Regions from separate parts of the Mus musculus genome. Here region 2 is linked to region 1. The links are chromatin contacts, called in public capture Hi-C maps. All regions are on one chromosome and are shown on one strand. Each heading gives the region's core, a stretch centred on a gene start, on an enhancer-like site or on the middle of the called end of the contact. The rest is flanking DNA. Distances are from core to core; before and after follow the strand shown.

Region 1 (2,700 bases), core at 8-2,507:
GAATGTTTGAAGATTGTAATAAAGTGTTTGGCTGGGTCTTGTAGGAATTGCTGGAGGGAAAAGCATAGGTGTGAAGCAGAAATGTCAGTCCTGCCCTGCATACAGAAAGGCTTACAAATCATCTATTTTCTGTCTTTTAATTCCCACAGCCTGAGCCACTCCAGCCTCTGGGTGCTGGGCATAGCCAGTGGCTCTGATGTCCCCTTCCTCTGGGCTTTGACAAGCAGTCTCCCTCCCTCTACAGCTCCCTTCCCCAAAGCCTAGCACAGAGTGGGTAAAGGCTGCTGTGTGGAATGATTCCTGGGGAGAGTGGGGCAGGAAATGGGGAAAGGAGGAAATAAGGAAAGCCAAGCACCAGAGTCCCAGCTCTCTCCTCCATGACATGTGGCATGGGTCACCTTTTACCTGCATTTGGGTGTGGGCCATGCAGGATCAGAGGAAACCAGAGGTGGAGACTCTGGGTCTACCTTGACCCTGTTATTTATTTAGTGATGAAGGTTTTTTCCTTTCTTTTTTAAATCTCTGTACCATCCCGGAGAGGAGAGGTTGCACAGTGGCTTCCTGGCATCTTTTGAACCACACTCTGGGCATCTGCTTGTTGCTTGAGCTAATGGCTCTGTTCATCTGTGTGCTGTGAGATTTTGCAGCAGGTGGATTTCTGGGAGTTCCTCCCACAGAGTTTGTGACATAGCTCTAATGTCTGGGGAATGCAATCAAACCTCTTCCCAAGGCACACGTGGATATGTGCAGGACTCTTACAAACAATCTAACCTGACATATGCTAACCTTCCTCTGAGATGTCTCACCAGCAAACTCAGTACTAGCCAGACTGACTTCCAGCTGTCTTTGGCATCCGTATTTTGGGGAATATGTCTGAAGCAGGAGAGGAAGTAAATAAGTGAGGCCTTGATTCTGTGTAGGACTGGTGGTGGTCCAAGAAGAACCCAGATGAGGAATTGAGAAGGAGGAGAAAGAGGAGGAAGAGGGAGATGAGGAGGAAGAGGAGGAGGAGGAGGAGGTGGTGGCAGCTAGGTTTGGCCTCAGATGAAAGTCAAGATGAACCTGGTGGAGTAGGAGGAAGGAGGTCTCTCAAGCAAGTGAGAGAGGGACCAACAAGCCACAGATTAGCCTCTGACATTCAGAGTGGGAAGTGGTCCAGTTTATCGGTGGAGGCCTGGTGGTGCTAGACTTGAAGGCTGAGAGGATGTTGACAGAAATGGGGATGTGAGACTGGGCAGCAGACGGACATATCAGTGATTGTTGGCAGAAACCAGAGCATGACACTGGAGCTGGGTGGAACTGGGAGGAGCTTGGTGGAGCTGGGCAGGGAGCTGCTTAGAGATTTCCCTCTCCAAGGACTTTTGGTGGGAGTCCATTGTCCGAGTTTCATTTCTGTTTCTGTGATAAGATATCTTTACAGAAAGCAACCTATGGGAGAAAGGGTTCATTTTAGCTTACAGTCTGCTAGTCCATCGATGTGGGGAAGTCACAAGGTGAGGAACTTGAAGCTTCTGTCAGATCCAGAGTCAAGAGCAGAGAGGAAAGGCCTGCTTAGTACACTGTTGGCTTTCTCTACTCTTCTATAGTCCAAGGCCTGGACTTGGGGAGGGGCTACCCACTTTCTTATCAATTAAGGCAATCGAGACAATACTCCATAACATGCCCATGGGCTAACCTGATCTAGTCACTCTCTCACTGAGACTCTACATTGTGTCAAGTCAACAAGTAAAACTAACAGTCCCAGCTATGGAGCCAGAGCCACCATCAGCAGTCAAGGTGTGGGTCCGGACTGGACGAGGGTCACTGTCCTCAGGATTCATCCCTTAGAGTCATCTACCTTCCCTCCTATACCCAATCATCTACAGAGATTTCATCTACAGAGATTTAGCTTTTACCTGCTAATAACCACAGAAGTAGATTCCAGTATATTCCACAGGCCAGTATTCCATACCTTTGTAAGCCTTAGTAGACTAAACTCTATTTTAGACTTGTTTTAATTTATTAATTTGTTTTAATACTATTTTAGTATTTGTTTTAATTCCAAAGTAACTTTCCATTCATGAAAAATGAGGATTTGTCCTCTGTCACTCAAGAGGAATTCTCTTCTATGATGGGGATTTGTTTTTGATATCAGAATTTCTCAAAGTTAAGGGTAGATCTCTGGGGTGCTTTGGGGGTTTAAAGATTGTATAATTTTCTTTAAAAGTATAAAATTAATAATATGTAGTTAAATATGGAAGTTGAAATCTGTTGAGAATAGGAAAATCTCAATAAATTATACATTTTAAGAGTTAGTGTGCTGGTTCTGCCTTTATCACTGTGAAAAAGATTCTTGTGTTAAGTTATCAGAAGGAAGGTCTGTTTTGGTGTGGAGGACTGTACATAACTGTGCTGAAGCAGGGGCACATGGTGCAATATGCTGGCTATTTCATGGTGGACAGGAAGCAGACTAGAGACTCAATATCCTCATCCAGGACACACCTATGATGACCTAATTTCTTCGTAGAGGAAAACTTCTGAAGGTTTTAAACTTCCCTCAGAGTGTCATCCACTGAAAATAAAGATGTTAAAACATGGCCTCTGGTGAAAGAGTCCAGATCCAATTATAGCTGCCTGAGAAATGGTATGATCGTGATGGAAACAGCAACTCTTGCTAGTTAGCTACATTGGTAATGCTCTTTCTCCCTAGATTTTTGCCCA
Region 2 (2,700 bases), core at 93-2,592, 1.1 Mb after region 1:
CCCATCATGGATGACGATGTCACGGGAACTGCATCACGCAGCCCCCTCTTTCAGTTAACCTTAAACTTCCCATATATCCTAGCATTTCCCAGGGTCACTTGAGTTAATGGGAGCAAGGAGGGGTCACAGCTACACACCAAGTGGAGGTCTTGTGACATTTCCCCACTGCTTTCCACTACGGCACATCAATAGCTCTCCTCTGTTATTACAGACTTGGATATCACTGAATTGCTTTTCCTGATTGGGGAATAAGAAAAATCTTTGCTCCAAAATGGCAATGAGGTGAATCTGTTCTGCTCACAGAAGGAAAGACCATACTCATTTGTACACCTTACAACTGGGGGAACCTGAATTTGATTCCCAGAACCTATGTAAATAATGGCATGTTTGATATCACCTGACTGAAATCCCAGCACTGGGGATATGGAGACAGCCAGAGCCTAGGACTTGCTAGGCAAGCTCCAGCAGGTCTACCTGCTTTTGCCTTCCCTGTTGCTAGGACTGTAGGCACAGGCTGCCATACCTGGCTTTTTATGTGGGTGCTAGAGATCTGAATTCAGGTCTTCATGCCTCATGGCAATTCTTTACCAACCAAGTCATATCCTCAGGCCTCATTTTCACATTTTCTTAAGAAGTGTAATAGACTTCTGAATTAGACTGTACTAGATTCATTTTTTATCAGAATGTTGTTTATATATGTCTGTGAAAAGTGAAAAAAATCTGGTGGTTGATTCTTGGGTGTGGTTCTGTACTCAGATGTTGCTGCTTAAGTTCTGTACTGAGGAGCTGGGTGATGCTGCTGAGGTACTATGCTCAGGGTCTGGGTGATGCTGCTGAGGTACTGTGCTCAGGGTCTGGGTGATGCTGCTGAGGTACTGTGATCAGGGTCTGGGTGATGCTGCTGAGGTACTGTGCTCAGAGTCTGGGTGATGCTGCTGAGGTACTGTGATCAGGGTCTGGGTGCTGCTGCTGAGGTACTGTGCTCAGGGTCTGGGTGCTGCTGCTGAGGTACTGTGCTCAGGGTCTGGGTGCTGCTGCTGAGGTACTGTGCTCAGAGGCTAGGTGCTGCTGCCGAGGTACTGTGCTCAAGGACTAGTTACTGCACTGTGAACTTCTACTTTCCTCAGTAAACATGTCCTGTTATCTTTGTGAAAAGGGAAAACACTCATTTTCCTGAAGCAACAGAACACTGCCTACCCTGAGCCATTGTTGTGGATGGAAACAGAAACTTCTGCTATTTTTGTACTAGGAAACTGAAAGTAAACTCTGCAGCACAGTCCTGGTGTTTAATGAGGTCAGTTATGCCACAGCCATCTGTTGAGGTCAGTTATGCCAGGGTCATCCGACTTGAGCCCTGGAAAGAGGTGGAAATAAAGGTGTTGCAATCTCTGGCACAACTTGAGAAATGCCTTCTGAAAGGTCACATAGCTATGATGTCGAGCTTTAGTGTGAGAGAAAATATTTCTGTGGTAGGTCCCGGCTAAGTTGGAATCACAAACTTTGGGGTAGATTTGGATACCTGCATGAGATTTATTTTTGAGTGTGTCATTCATTCCTCTATTCGGGCATGCTTCTCTCAAGCTGTTTTCCTTTTCTTTGAGGCTTACTGATTGAGATGGTCATGGGAAACTGCCATGTACCAATTTCATCAAGTGTGAATGAAATATAAATGTGATTGTCAAGTTGACTTGATTCAGTATCATATTTGGGGACGTCTGTTTTCTGTGTTTACGCAGGGAGTTGCATCTTAGTTCTATACCTAGCCCCTTGTCTGCCTGACCCTGTGTTATATCTGATAAACATGGATAGTCATGCCTAACTCACTCATGGCATTGTGATATCAAGGGGTCTGGTGCAGGTTAAGCACTAAGGGCAGAGCTTGCCATGGTAGAGTGAGGGATGTCTTCTCTGCTTCAGAGCCTGGCCCTGTGCTGCAGTTTGCTTGCTGATTCACAGCTTAGGACACTTATCTCACTCAGGGAGCAAGGTCTCAGTCAGGGTTTAAACACTGGCTACACTGCTTCATAACTGACTTCCATAATAGCATTACTCATCTTCTTGGTAAGAGTTCTCTGTGCAGGTTGGTTTCTTGCAATCATTCATCATTCATTCATTCATTCATTCATTCATTCAGGTACTCAGACAAACTTCAGTTTCTCATCTTCCTTTTCTTTGATGTGCATTGATTGAGATTCCTGTATGAAATTGTCATATAAAAATATGAACAATTGTGAGTAAAATATAAATGTGATGGTTATTGTCAACTTGACTGGATTCAGTGTCACGATGGAATATCTCTGTGTTTTCATATTCAGATGTTTCCAGGGAGCTTAACTGAGGAGGGAAGACCTTCTATGGATGTGAGTGGCACCCGTAGGCTGCAGCCCAGACTGAATAACACTGGAAAGAGGAGTTGAGCACCAGATTCCTCTCTCTCTGCTTCCTGACTGTGGACACAGTGGGACCAGCCCCTCATCACCTGCCTGTGTGCCTTCCCTACCATCTCCCATCATACCCTGAGCCAACAGGAATTCTTTTCCCCTTACATTGGTGCAGGTCATGGGCTTGACAACAACAGTCTGGAAAAGTAACTAATACAATGGAGGAAGTTACAGCTCTGCTGTCCAGAGCTCACAGGTCAGTCTTTTGTTGTTTCCAGTGTTCTGGAGGCAAGCTGGGCAATCCCAACTCCTTTCCCAA

The links. Capture Hi-C pulls out chosen DNA fragments and counts their contacts.
Region 2: a contact with region 1 is called in a capture Hi-C map of macrophages, with 5 times the contacts expected there. The contact joins two enhancer-like sites. A contact is called at or near these places in 2 of 9 other capture datasets (liver and macrophages).

The regions. Positions count from the first base shown.
Region 1 is chr12:25,328,969-25,331,668 of GRCm38.p6, forward strand. No RefSeq gene overlaps it. Among named protein-coding and RNA genes, the nearest start is that of Gm36723, 26 kb to the right of the region's middle. Within about 2 kb of position 1,258, at least 42 of the 459 cell types and tissues checked have an H3K27ac peak or open chromatin away from gene starts, as enhancers often do. A contact at or near this core is called in macrophages, where this site is marked.
Region 2 is chr12:26,459,014-26,461,713 of GRCm38.p6, forward strand. No RefSeq gene overlaps it. Among named protein-coding and RNA genes, the nearest start is that of Rsad2, 3.9 kb to the left of the region's middle. Within about 2 kb of position 1,343, at least 97 of the 459 cell types and tissues checked have an H3K27ac peak or open chromatin away from gene starts, as enhancers often do. A contact at or near this core is called in macrophages, where this site is marked.